Regions from separate parts of the Mus musculus genome. Here all the other regions are linked to region 1. Evidence: chromatin contacts called from public Hi-C and capture Hi-C data. All regions are on one chromosome and are shown on one strand. The core of a region is the stretch at or near the end of the contact, and the rest is flanking DNA. Distances in the headings are between cores, read along the strand shown. Region 1 overlaps Pvt1 (Pvt1 oncogene). Region 2 has its middle 280 kb from the start of Pvt1. Region 3 has its middle 280 kb from the start of Gm41333.

Region 1 (4,817 bases), core at 388-2,887:
GGCTTTCCACACCCTCCCCTGCTGAACTTCAGAGTCTGCGTCCTTTTGCCCTGAGGATGCCCCCGGCTTGGGTAGCAGCAGAAACAGTCAGCCAGTGTAGGTCTAAATCATTGGGATGATTGGATTCTTCCAGAAGCTTTATCTCTGTCGATGATTTTGAATTTCATGCCTCACAATTGCATGACCCTTAGCCAGTCTGGTCCTGGGATAAGAATTGATGCTTTCCCACTTCCTCATTGAGGGAACTGCAGTGTTGGCTTTAAGATGCAGTGTAAAGGTCACCTCCTCCAGGAAGCGAGCAATCTTTAACTCTAGCAGCTTCTGAGTGCTGACCTTAGTATGAGCTGCAGAAGCATCATACCCCTGCAGGGCTCCAAGTCCTCTCAGGAATATGAGCAAATTAGATGCAAATATCCCAGGTGCACCTGGAACTTACAGTACAATAGGAGACATTGATAGTTGCAGTCTTCCTTAGGAGGAGCAACTGTCCTTTGACAGTACCGTCTTCCTACTCTTGCTAACAAAGATGCGGAAGCAGAGCTTTCTGTCTTTCAAAGAGAAGGCTGGGCTGGGGGACAGAGTCAGAGTACAGCACTTGCTGGGAGCACATGATGACCTGGGTTTACTCTTCAACATCCCCACTACACCAAGGGGGAAAGAATACGACGAGGGAGCTTTTAAAATATAAAAAAAAAACGCTTGATTTCTGCTGGGTGTGGTAGCATCAGGGAGGCAGAGGCAGGGAGATCGTAAGTTTGAGGTTAGCTAGGACTGTACGGTGTGAGACTGTATTAGTTACTTTCTTTCATTGCCTCAGTCAAAAACCTGATGGAGTTACATTAAGGGGGAAAGGGTGCTTTGGGGGATACATTTGAGAGGATTCAGTCACTTACTGTGGGAACGTCACTGTAACAGGAACATGAGGCAGCTGTTCACACTGCAATTGTAGTCAGGACGCGGAGAGATGAGCGCTGCTTTCAGCCCCCTTTCTCCTTGTCAGTAAGTCCTAGAATTCAGCCGGTTGAAAATGTGTTGCCCACATTCAGGGTAGATCTTTCCATCTCAGCTAACCCAGTCTAGAAACTCCTTCGTAGGCTTTGTCAGAGGTGGCTCACCTAGATGCTCCTAGATCCTGTCAAGCTGACAATGAATGTTAACCATTGCACCCCCCACTCTGCCCCCCACAAAGTGAGATAGAACAAACCCTCTCCTGATTTCAAGTATGTTCAATTCAGATTTTAAGGGAAGTCCCAGGCCAAAGGAACAACTGTTTCGGGCCAGTAGATTGCAGCCTTCAGGCTATAGGGCTTCCCCCCTTAGGTTGACGTAGCTCCTTCTGTTGGGCCATGACTCTGTATCCCCATATCCCTTCAGACAACAGCACTCATGGCAGGCATGCTCTACTTGCATGGCAGTGGACTTGAATGCTATTTTGGCCACCTGACATCTCCTGACCCAGAGTTAACTGATCTTTCCTTAGAGTTATCTGCCTAGAATTGAGCCACTCCCTTCAGTCTCCCCTCAACTTCCAGGCCATACAGAGCTGGAAAAGCCACCACTTCCTGCATTCTACATAGGCCTGCTCATTTCTCTTCCCTCTCCGCTTTCTCAACACATGCCGGTTCTTTGTTCCTGTTGCGTGGGCTATCATGAGTTTCCCAACTGCTCTGTGACCTTTCCCTTGCTGGCTGCTTAGCCACTGAGTGAGGATTTCACTGGAAGATCAGAATGACTGTCACATTTCTCTCCACAGACAGGAAGAGATTGTAGCAGGGTTGCTTGAGGAAGAAAAACCAACTTCCCATCCTGAGGAGAATAGCCACATGTCATTTTATGCAGGGTTTTTTTTTTTTTTTTTTTTTAAATCATTTTCCATTTTATTGAGCTTTTTACCATCTTCCTGCGAGTTGTAAGAGGAAATTGGATAGGGACACAAAGGGAGTGGAGCTTGACGTGGACCCGGAGGTATTCGAGATTGTCCAGAGGGACAGTAAAGAGGAATCTTCTTCCTGGAAGGTCCCAGCCTTTGTCTCTGAGAAAGGTGGAGTGAGAGAAAGGGCAAAGAGGAGGAAACTGTGTCATTAACACAGTCACAAGCTGGGGGCTGCGGAGGAAGCTCACCGGTCAAGAATGTTTGGTGTTCTTAGCGAAGACCAAAGTCCTGTCGGAAACACCCACATCTGGCATCTCAAAATTGCCAGTGCCTCCGGCTTTGGGAGCGTCCAACACCCTCTTCTGGCCTCTGTGCATCTAATGTACATTCACACGGATGTGCACAGGACACATAAATGAAAAGTGAGAATAAACCTTAAGGGAGATAAGCGCATCCTGCCATTACTTTGTATTGGTCACAACTCTAATACAGTGTCATTCAGATGTTAACCCCGTTCCCTAGTATTCTTCCACGCTCACAAATGGTGGAGGCCACAGTCCCTGTGGTACAAGCCTGAAAGCTAAGCTATTTGGGAAATAAGGCAGGAAGAGGTTGAGACCAGCTTTGGCTACCGAGTGAGCTCAGGGCCAGCTTGGGTATCATAGCAAGAGTCTATTTCCCGTTACCCTAGCCTCTTCACCCACCCTATCTTTTCTTTTGCTCATTTTTTTTTTTTTTTCTGTAGAATACAGTTCAATGACTTGGAGTACATTCATTGCACAGCCTTCCCTATTAACTATTTCTAGAACTTTCTTCATTATCTCAGACTGAAAGTCTATCTGTTAAGCACTTTCACTTCCCTGCCAGCTGTGGAACTTGCTGTTCAACTTGGAGTCTAGGACTCTGGCTGCTCTCTTACACCATCTCTGTGAAAGTGACTGGCCCAGGCTGGTCTCTGACATTGCCATCCTCCTGCACCATCTGCCTGGTCTCACTCTGCTTTGAATTGCATTTCTCTAATGACTACTGACGAGTGTCTTTTTATGTACCCATTGGATACCCGAATATTTTCAGAGAATCTTTTGTTACTATTGTAGTTATTGTGTTATAAAAGTTCCATGATGTCAGTTCCCTCTCAGATACATAGTTCTTGATATTTCCTTTCTATTTTCTGGGCTGTCCTTCCATCTCTCTTGAGAGTGTCTTGTCCCATAATATAAAATCATTTAGTAAAATAATTGCTTTTTCTCTAGGATGTCACACATCATTAGATAGCCTCAGTCTTACTGTGTAATCAAAGGCAACCATTAAGTTCTGATCCATCCTCTCCCTCCTAAGTGCTGAGATTAGAGCTATGTGCCATTATTTCTGGGTTTATATGGCCCTGGGGATCAAACCCAGGACCTTGGGAATGTTCGACAGGCACTGAAGCTATGTACACCCTCAGCCCTTTGTTTCCCATTTCGATAATCTTGGCTACCTTTTTGTTAACTTTGGTGTGAGAAACCCAGTTAAAGCCATCTCCCTTGGTGTCAGGGCCCAGGACTTCGCCACGGCTGTGTTGTCCTCTAAGACTTTAGCCTTCTGGCCTTTGGGTCAGGTATTTGCACCATGCCTAGTACTAGTTCAGCTGTGCAGTCCAGGCAGGCCATAAACTCAAGACTCTCCTGACTTGAGCCTCTTAAATACTGGTGTGTGTTACTAAGCTTGTGCATCTCATTCATCTTCCTAGCATCCCTTTCCAGGGTGCTGTTGGCCCATTTTGCATATTTTAAGAGTCCAGCCTCTCACTTGCTTGTGGCAGAGATCCCCTGAGAGCAGCTCACTTACCCCTGGATTAGATACCCTGTGTATGAAATCATCTGCTGAAAGCCTTTCCAAGGTTGTTCTAGATTTCTTGCAATTACAGACTCTCTAAGTTGCAAGGGGACTTCTCTGGCTATGTTGTTTGTCCTCATAGGTAATCTACAGGAATATCCTTGTGTGTGTGTGTATGTGTATGTGTATGTGTGTGTGTGTGGGGGGGGGGGTTGGAGGCGGGGGAGGGATGGTTTAGAGCACAACGCTATGGTTGAGAGGCACAGTCAACTGCATTTACCTCATTCTCTCATTACTTCACTGGCCAATGAAATTAATTGTCTGGGCTAGTGTCTATCATTAAAGACAAAAGGAGAGCCTTTTAGTTTTAGATTACATAAGTACATGTTTGTGTGTGTCTTTTGTCAACCATACTGGCCTTGAACTCAGAGATCCACCTGCCTGTTTCCTCCTGATGGTTGGGATTAAAGGAGTGTACCATCATGCTCAGCTAGCTTCAGATTTAAAAGAAGTCAAGTCTACAAAGTAATTTGCCCAGAGAGTCGTTGAGCATTCCCTGCTGATGTCTGAAGATCACTTTCCATGTAAAGACCTGAGGTTCAGAGTAACAGAAGTGGCTCCCAGGGGCTCCCAGGAGGCTCAGCCCTGGCAGCTCTACAGTTTATTTTCTCCATGAGGGATCGAGATGGCGGGCAGATTCACAGTTCACCCAGGCTCTGCTCTCTGCTGGTCCTGGGGTGGCACTTTCCCCTCCTGAGTTTCCAGCTTCATTCAGGGGCTGGAGAGCTGTGAGGTGTCTCCTTCCAGCATGCTTAGTTTGCGCAGCTACCTGTAGCTGAATGGGAAGAAGCCCGGCCCTTCTTCATGTCTCCTGGGCATGAAATACCTGTTCAGTTCTTATACTGCCACATGCCTGACATTCCACACCCAGGACCCAAATTGCTACCTCCCTGCCTTCCAGAGAGGGACCCAGTTTATCCCCAGACCCTACTCATTTGGCTATTCGTTCAGGCCTGGAGCCTGGACTTTTCACACCTGAGCTCCTGGCTGGAGACCTGCAGCTTTCTGATGGTGAGTGACAACCAAAAGTCCTTCATTGTCCCCGTGTGTTAGAAGGCAAAAGAGC
Region 2 (4,667 bases), core at 1,408-3,907, 260 kb after region 1:
AGGAGAGGTATTTGAGCCCCATTTTTTAATGGGGTTATTTGATTTTTCTGGGGTCCAGCTTCTTGAGCTCTTTGTATATACAATTGTACATCTTAATCAACTCTGGGGGGATAGAAGTAGATGGTTGGACAGGCCTGAGAATTTCCATGAACTGGGATTCCTGGCATTGACAATTACAGTGCTTTGCGGCATTTAGTTCAAAAGAGAATGCTTGGCTGTTGGCTGTCATCCTGATACAGTCATAAAGAGGTTATCTGCAGACAGAGACTGGGCAACACTTTGCTAGACCTGTGGGGGAAAAAAAAAGCTCAGAGATTCTTAGAACTATCTCAGGCCATCCAGCTCCATGATGAGTATTTCCATGTTGGCTTTAGAATATCCTGTGATCATGATAGACTGTCATCAATTAAGCCATTTGAACAGAAGCCATAAGACATCTAGGTGACATTGGATGAATCACATACTTTTTCCTTGTTTTGGCTTTGGTACCTATTTTGTTAAAAAAGAAAAAAAATGTTTTGACGTGGGAACCTATTGCACCACAAAAAAGGGATAGATTCTATTGGGGCTGCCTGAAGAATAGTTAGAGTTGAAATGTTAAGAGGTATTGGCTTAAAAAGACATGGTGTGAGTTTGGAAACTGGATATATAAGACAGTATGGTCTCTGTGCAGCCCTAGTGACATCGTATAGATGACCTCCTGATGACAACCACTGCAAAACTGATCAATAGTCATATTAGAGCATAACAGCCCTGTGTGCTATGCTCATGGATTTGTTGGTCATGGATTTGTATGGAGCTCAGCAAAGATGTCTTATCTCTGCTGCATGATGCTGTGGGGCTAAGCTCAGAATATAGCTGAGATAGCTGGAAGAGGAGCTAGGGTGACTTGAGAGCTGGCGTGCTGAAGACTGCCAAGCATGTGCCATTAGACAGGACATGAACGCCCCTCAAGCATCATAGATTCCAGGGGGTCATGCTTCCACCATGGCTATTTAAGGTTTTTCTTTAATCTTACTTGTTTTTTGTTTGCTTGTTTGTTTTGCTGTGCTGGGAACTTAACTTAATGCCTCACATATAGTAGACAAAGGCTATATTACTGAGCTGTACTCCCAGCTCCTTCTGGAGATTTTAAGAGGAAGTGTTCCAACAAGCATAGGAGAATAACATGACCTTTTACTATGCAGCCTTGAAAGTCGCATCATGTCATTTATGTTGATTTATGTTGAACTTTATTGAAGCCATCATGGCTTGGTCATGTTCAAACTCGGAGAACACAGACTCCATTGCTCAGTGGGAGCATCCTTTAAGAACTGACAGCCATACCTTAAAATAATAAGAGAGTTTATATATGTTTCTTGAAATAGTAGGAAGATTTAAAAAACAGTATGGAGAAGAAGCAATAAGAAGCAAAATTAACCTCCATTATAGCTATCATTGTAGGGTATAGGTATGGTAGGGACTTACATATGCTTCACAAAGTTTAAGTCACTCAATTGCCAAAATACTCCAGGGAGGCAGTGATATTATTATATCTACTCTGTAGCCAAAGGGACAGGAGCACAGACAGCTGAGATGACTTTTCCAAGGTTCTTAATGCTAATGATTTGACATAATAGGAACAGCAACAACTAGCATATATTGAGTATTTACCAAGTGCCTGGCATGTGGTGAACCTACCCAGTAAAATACACTAGACTGTGCCAAACACTTTCTATGAATTGTCCTAGATTTTACAATAATCTTGCAATGTATACACATTTGCTGTACTGTCTTATGCCAGAGAAAACTGAAGGTCTATGAAATTACCTGCTCAAAATTAGGATGTTAGAAAAAGCTCAGTTTTATTTTTTCCTTCCTTGAAGTCTGGGGCCTGGAATGTATTCAGTTGAGAAAGGGGAGTGATGAGTTAGGGGTGGGGCACTTCTATAGATTGTGGTAGAATGAGATTTGGACAAGGTTTAGAGCTTCAGTGGGAGCAAAGAAGAAAATATCCTGAGATTATGAGATAATGAGTATGTAATTATAAGTGTGTGTATCTGTGTATGCATATGCATGTATGTATTTGTGAGTGGTACGTGTGTATGTGTGCACATGTGTGTCTCTGTGTGCATGTGGTTTTTTGTAAATGGTGTGTGTCCATGTGTGTGTGTGCGCGCATGCATGGAAATAAATCTCTACTAAATTCATCAAGTATCTCTGATACTAACATTGAGTTTATCCATGTGCCAGTTCCTTGCTGGAAGCAGAAGCCCATGCAGGGAAGCGTTAACTTTTATATCCTTCCTAGTGCTCAGCGAGGGAGTACTTCCAATTCAAGGTCCATGAACTGGATTCTGCTTTGTGACTCTACTGCTCTGTCCATGGCAGAGTCTTCATCTCTGCCTTACACAGACCCATAGGCCTGGGGCTGCAAGAAGAATATGGAAATTCAATATGCTCACTCAATATGGAAATCGGAGTTCAGGTAAGAGAAAGTTGGCCATGGTAATGGTATCTTATGAAGAAATTTGTAGTAACGTTGGAGATGGAAGCAGAAATCGAGTACATAGTCCCTTTGTGTCTGGAGTTTTCAGATAGCCTGGATCCTGCTCTGCTCACATCTGTTCATTATGGCTTCCTCTTTGACCTGGAAGTCACCATGCTGATTCATCCATCAGTCACTGGAGTCTGGATTCCCCTCGGCTGTGCTGTTCTAGAAGCCTTCAGCTGTCATTTGATGCTTATTAAGAAGAATGAGTCAGGATGGTGGCTTAAGACACAATTTCCAGCCCGGTCTGTGCTCCCTTCCTCTTCTCTCCTTGCTGAACTATTCTGAGCTTGCATGCTCACAGGGCTTTGTCCAGGGTAGGAAGAGCCTGGGCTCTGGCGCATCAGAATGCCAGGGAAGTCGCAGCTCTGCAGTTTGCTTACTGTGTGACCTTGAGCAGGTTTATGTCCTTTGCATTGTTCCTTTAGCATAAAGTAGGATTGTTTGAGATTTGAATATGATTAAATATTAGGGCTTTGCACAAGATTTGGGGAACACTCAGCATGTAAAAATAGCCCCAGTTCCTTTGCATAAATAATCATATGCTAGGTTTTTTACTCTTTGGCCTGGGTCATCTTAGTGTTATCTATCCAGTGGGATTCTGAGAACTATTTCCTCCCCTCCCCTTTTTTTTTTCTGATGGACTGATGTGGATCATTTCTGTGAAATTCTTTTCTGTGGATCTCTGGGATGAAAGGAAGCAACAGCTCTGGAAATGGGCAGCTACAGTCTTGAGCCTGGCAGTCCATGACCTGCATTCTGCTTTGTGACTCTACTGTTCAGTCCATGGCAGATTCTTCATCTGTTTCATTGACTGTTTGGTGACATGAACAGGCACCAGAGCAAATCTTTTGTACCTGAGTGCTGCTGGGTGGTCTGTGCTTCCTGACTTGGGTGAATTCTTAAGCTCTGCTAGATGGCCCAGCCCCACACTAGTTCCTAGACTGTTCCAATATAGACCTTCCCTCAGATTCCTTTGATCTCTTTAGAAGCAAAGAAGTTTGTGGACTTGCTGCCTTCACATCCTTCCTGCCCTAAGCCTGACATGTAGAGTCTGTACTCTCTTTCACCCATGACCTCTGTCTACAGCAGGCAAAACCACCCTTTGCCATACCCAATCTGTTCCAGGTCCTCTTTCAGCCTTGATGCCCCTGTTCTTCACAGTTAATGGGCATATAAATGCTGTCCTTCTCAGTCAGCATAAAGAATGGCTCCTACCCTCCCCTGAATAGATCTAATGGAAGCAGCTAAGGAACCGAGAGTCATAAAATAGCTATGCAACTCACCAGTTTTATACGAACAAATCACTTAACTTCTCAGCCACAACTGTTCATATTTGAAAGGGCAGGGATCATGCTAATTGCCCTGTTCCTCCCTCCACCCCATTTACTGTGAGAATCCAATGAGATAATGTCTGTGGAAGTGCTCTGTAAATGCAACACTGTTATTAGAGCAGGATGGCCTGTTATTATTAAAAACTGGTTTCCCTGATTCCTCCAACTCTCCCTCTTCCTCCATCTTCTGAGTTGACTGGGCAATTGAGACTTAGTGGCAGTACAGCTTTTGGGGCTAGAAAGTAGCAAAAGTTCTGTCCTGCTTATCCAGAAGTCAAAGTGAGATGACATCTGACACCAGAAGTGTTCTTGGCTTGACAGCTGAGAATCCTGGTGGAAACAGCTTTGGTGATGTGGGGAAGCATCACACAGTATCCAGTGAGTAAGTCTTGCTCAGGTTGGTGTTTCCAGAGACCTTGCTGCATAATGCACTCCACAAATGCTGCTCTGGTCTCTTTCTTTGCTGTAGTGTCATTTCCTTTTGGGGATCACCAACACCTCCTGGAAGGATGCCTACACACTTGCTTAATGCAACTGTCTAAAAGCCAACCTCTTCATTTTATGTCACCAACTAGCTTAAGCCCTACACTGTAGTCCATTTCCTTCAAGGCTATTCAAATGGAAGGGAATTTCTGTTGAGTCTTCTGGCCTTTCCCCTAGCACTTCTTAGCTTCTCCTGTCTAAACCTTCAGCAATCTTATGCTTATAGTTATTGTTGTTGTTGGTTCTTTTTAATGTTTTAAATCTTCTTTCTTCCAGAATAGCTTCTCCTAGCTACCAACCACAAATAAAGCTGACCCAAA
Region 3 (4,428 bases), core at 780-3,279, 330 kb after region 1:
AATATTTCTAGTCTGCTCTCCAGAAGGCACTAATTTTGTGAATACAATCAAGTGGGGGTAAATTCCATCTGGCAGCATATGTAGGTAGGCCAGCCCTCTTGTAAGTTGTCCGTTACTGCCTTGTCATTTCCCAGTGTCTCCGAGAGATGCAGATTAGGCAACCTAGCTTCTCTATAGGAATAAATGGAAGACTCAAGAATTGCCATCGACAGGGACTAAGGGGATGGCTTAGTGGCATATAAGAGGATCTGAGTTTGATCTTAATAACCTACATTAAAAATAAATAAATAAAAAGCTAGGCATAGTGCTATACATATGTAATCCAAATGCTTGGGAGGCAGAGACAGTAGCATGTCTGGGAATCAATGGCCAGCTATTTTAGCCAAACTTGGCAATACAGACAAGGGAGCGAGCCTGTTCCAAAAACAAAGTGACTGTACCTAAGGGGTAACAGTCAATGTTATCCTCTGGACTCCACCAACACACATATGCATGTATACATGCACCCACATTTTGGAGAAAAAAAAAAAGATTTGCCATCTAGATACAGTGGAGAGATGACTCCACTTAGCCTGAGCAGTGTTGAGTGACTGTGTTTGGCTGAGTAATCCCTCTTTCAGAATAGGGGTGATAAGGGTATGCTTGTCATTTTTGATTATCGTTCTGACATTACTTTCTATTATTTCTTAGGTCTTGGAAAGAACTAAGGGGGGATGGAACGCCTAACAAAGATATGTCTGAAAGTATGCACTCCCCAACAGGCACTATTACTTGCTAATAGCAATTTTTTCACTTGGAAGACACCAACTCCTCATTCCTCTTATCATCTCCATTGGGCAGGTTATTGTTTACATTTTAAAGTGAGGAAACAAAGGGCAGATAGGTGAAATAAGTTGTTTAAGTTTGTACATATATTAAACAATAGAGCTGGGATTTGAATCTGGAGACTTCTAACCTGTGCAGTTCAACTATCATGCTACACATCATAGGACCATGCCAGGCATGTTAGTTTGTTTCCATGTTTATTTCTCTCTTGGATATTGTACTGTTGATATATATATATATATATATATATATATATATATATATATATATATATATATATATATACCTACATACACACACACATCATCTAAATCTGGGATGAGTATGATGGTGACTGGCAGACAGAAACAGTAAGGGGAGTCTGAAATTATGTCTGAAGTCAGAGGAAGGATGGGGTGAACGTCTCTATTGCCTCCTTTTCCCTGAACGAACCACTAGATTTAGCCAGAGAAGACATGGCCCATCTTGTGTAAGTACCCGAAAAACAGTACTGCATAGAGCTAGCCCTGGGGACTTCTAAGAGCCATTTTAAAGCCATTTAAAGTTTGTCTCCCATTCTGTGAACTCATTTTCTCCAGCTTGGGTTAGAAGACAAAGAAACAGGCTGCTCTGCCTTGGGTTGCAGTGAACATTTTCTTCTCAATCGGTTGAGACAATGGCTACCTGGAATTTGGACAAGTTTAAAGAAACTACTTTTTGATGGCTCGTTAAAAAACAAAAAACAAAAAACAAAAAACAAAAAAAAACAAAAAAAAAAAAAACAAAAAAAAACACCAATGTCACAGCTGGTATCTCGCAAAGCTGGCCACTCAGCATTTTATTAAATGCTTGTGAGCAAGATGATATGAAGCAAGCTCATGAAGAAATTTGGCATGATTCACATTAGTGGTGGAACAGAGGGATCTGGATGGAGGAACTCCTGCCTTGGCTCAAGAGTTGAGCATACTGCCTGCACATGGACCACTCCCTACAGGCAGTAATGCTATTTGCTCTTGCCCACACCCAGTACCCAGAATCAGCTCCAGGCATTTACCAACTGGAAATGAAGTAGTGACTTTCTCTTTTTCATGTGTCTTTGTCTTAATCATTATTGCTTGTTTTTCAGGCTCCCTCTCCTAACATTTCTTGCAATCTAGGCAGAAGCTGAGACTCTGTAAATGGCACACAGAAAGCGGAAAGGATTTAAGGTGACCACAGGGAGGAAGTGCCCCTGACAAATCTCTGAAGGTTGTTGCCAAGGCATGATGGCTTGGGATTGCTCTGCTTGCCAGGACTGAGCTGTTCCTTCTTGTATTATCTCCATGTAGCAGAAGCCGGGCTTGGGCTTGTAAAGAAGATAGCATATTCAAGGCAGGTGGATTCCAGGTGAGAGCTGGTTGTAAAGTTAGCACTGGACTGGACAACACAACCATAAATTATGAATTAAAGAAGAAATTTTGACCCTGAAGGCAGCTGCACTGCAAATCATTTTTCTTGAAGTTAACAAATACCGACAAAGTGACCTCGTTCTGTCTGAGGAGGAATACAACAAATAAACCAACAGCAACAAAGCGCTAGTAAAAACTGTACTGCAGGGTAAAAAATACGTTGAACAAAGCTTTTCAGTGCTGCAAATGTTTTACTCTGGAATCTAGTTATTTAAGACAATTTTGCTGAACAGTCACAGAGTGCTTGCAGAATGGTCCAGTCTGACATCAATTCATAGTGTCTGAAGGTGAGATGTGGAAAGGAAAAGGGGTTAAATAGGGGAGAGAGATGAAGCAAGTGAGAAGATTGTATGCTTAGATATGATAAACAATTAAACCTTTGTGGGGACAAGGAAGGGTAGGAAGCAGTAGTGTTCTGTGAAGGTGTGCCATTCATGTGGGGAACATAGTTGATGAACTTTCTTTGAACTTTGGGAGGGGGAACAAGGATTAACAATGACAGATGTTTCAGAAACATAGGGAGAGAGTACAAGCAGCCATGAAACACAGTTAGCATTGCTGAGTTAGAGGGCAGGATACTTATGGAGGACAGAGACTTGACTGCAATTTAGTTAACCTCAAGAATCAATCTTACATCTGTGTGGCATGGTACAAACTTCAGCCTACAGAGATTAAAAACAAAATTGTATCAACACCCAGGCATATATCCTACTATGATGACAAACATTAACCTAACCGGGGTCTTGTTCTTCCTGGCATACTGAATGACAGAAAACACATAATACTGTTTGACGAATAGTCTATTTTTATTCTAGTTAGTATCCATATATACAGAATGGGTTAGCAAAAGAGACAACACATATATTTATAAACTAGCCTCCAAAAACACTTATCTATGCTGTCCAAAGAGTAGACATAAGAATAGTCCAAATGAGAGGGGCCAGTAAAAAGTTACACTAAGCACTGAGGAGGAACACAATCTTAAAGTCACTGTTTCAATTAGAGAACGGAATTAAATCTCCAACGTCATGGAGAAAACAGTGTTTATAATGTTTCAAATCTTAATGTGAAAATGATCTGGAACGTCACAGAACTAGTAACAAATGCAAGGTAAGACGGGGCATGATAGGGAAAAAGAATGTGATAAACTCATTGTCCAATGGAAGAAGCAAGGGTCATGTCTTTGTAATGTGTTCGTAGCTTTATTTTTGAGGTGTATCTCTAGGTTCTGTTCACTAAGATGAGCATTTTTCTAATACATAATGAAAGTTGAAGAATATAAAAACTAACAAGGAAGAAAGCCCTGGAAGGTAAGTTATATCTGAAAAATAAAAACAACAACATCATCATTATCAACAACAACAGCCCCCCCCCCAGCAGCAGCAGCAGTAACAGCAGCAGCAGCAGCAGCAACAGCAACAACAACAACAACAACAACAACAACAACAACAACAACAACAACAACAACAACAACAAAAACTTTGAAAGCCATGTGAATTTTAGTCTATAAGAACCAACTAAATGTTTAAATCTATACTTCTGAGACAATAATGCAGATGGAGTTTGGGAGGTAACTGTGGAATCTCAAAGATGTCTACTCTTCTTGGGAAAGGTGAGCCACCACTATTGCCTATTTGGTCATGGTATAAAAGGTAGGAAAAACAGCCACAGAGCAACTCAATGTTCCTCATGATTCTGTAAGGTGACTGAGAAACACCCACTAGAATTCAGTTACCTTATAATAGAGATACAATAAGGGACTTTCCTTTCTTCAATTATTCCTCACCTCTGGGCTTGAGCTTTGGTATGCAGCAGCAGATGTTCGAGTCTACCCTTCCTAGTTCATGCTTCCTCATGAGGAAGATGTGGGTAAAAGACTTAGCTCAAAGACTCTTGCAGAATTCAAAGGCAGGGCTGTCCAGAGCTCTTAGCAAGAGATGTGGGAGGTACTTGTCACTGCTAGGTCCTTGTTTTCAAAGAACAATGAGCTAAATCTATCTAAACTCGGAGGCCTGTGTGCTAGGTAAGCTGTCAATGGAATGGTTCTCTGGAGAGTTTGTTCCTGATGTATTTCTGGAAAGAAAGAAACTGGGACCGAAAAGGGAGGTGGTGCTTATATCCAGAGAGGACCTAGGGATCTCATCTCTATTCAGTGCTCTGCTGTCATTGTAATTAA

Evidence for each region. Hi-C and Micro-C count contacts between places; a contact is called where the count stands out from the background. Capture Hi-C pulls out chosen DNA fragments and counts their contacts.
Region 2: a capture Hi-C map of bone marrow-derived macrophages shows a contact between it and region 1, with 3 times the contacts expected there. The contact joins two enhancer-like sites. A contact is called at or near these places in 1 of 15 datasets of contacts at CTCF or cohesin (the NIH/3T3 cell line), 7 of 484 Hi-C or Micro-C datasets (the HL-1 cell line, the N1E-115 cell line, bone marrow-derived macrophages and 3 more), 4 of 115 datasets of contacts at active chromatin or transcription factors (the NIH/3T3 cell line, embryonic fibroblasts, kidney and 1 more) and 2 of 9 other capture datasets (bone marrow-derived macrophages and embryonic stem cells).
Region 3: a Hi-C map of bone marrow-derived macrophages shows a contact between it and region 1, with 2.9 times the contacts expected there. The contact joins two enhancer-like sites. A contact is called at or near these places in 3 of 484 Hi-C or Micro-C datasets (bone marrow-derived macrophages and peritoneal macrophages) and 1 of 115 datasets of contacts at active chromatin or transcription factors (pancreatic cancer cells).

The regions. Positions count from the first base shown.
Region 1 is chr15:62,054,939-62,059,755 of GRCm38.p6, forward strand. The region is part of intron 1 of Pvt1 (Pvt1 oncogene); the gene reads left to right. Among named protein-coding and RNA genes, the nearest start is that of Pvt1, 19 kb to the left of the region's middle. Within about 2 kb of position 1,638, at least 71 of the 459 cell types and tissues checked have an H3K27ac peak or open chromatin away from gene starts, as enhancers often do. A contact at or near this core is called in bone marrow-derived macrophages, where this site is marked.
Region 2 is chr15:62,318,439-62,323,105 of GRCm38.p6, forward strand. No RefSeq gene overlaps it. Among named protein-coding and RNA genes, the nearest start is that of Pvt1, 280 kb to the left of the region's middle. Within about 2 kb of position 2,658, at least 55 of the 459 cell types and tissues checked have an H3K27ac peak or open chromatin away from gene starts, as enhancers often do. A contact at or near this core is called in bone marrow-derived macrophages, where this site is marked.
Region 3 is chr15:62,387,847-62,392,274 of GRCm38.p6, forward strand. No RefSeq gene overlaps it. Among named protein-coding and RNA genes, the nearest start is that of Gm41333, 280 kb to the right of the region's middle. Within about 2 kb of position 2,030, at least 11 of the 459 cell types and tissues checked have an H3K27ac peak or open chromatin away from gene starts, as enhancers often do. A contact at or near this core is called in bone marrow-derived macrophages, where this site is marked.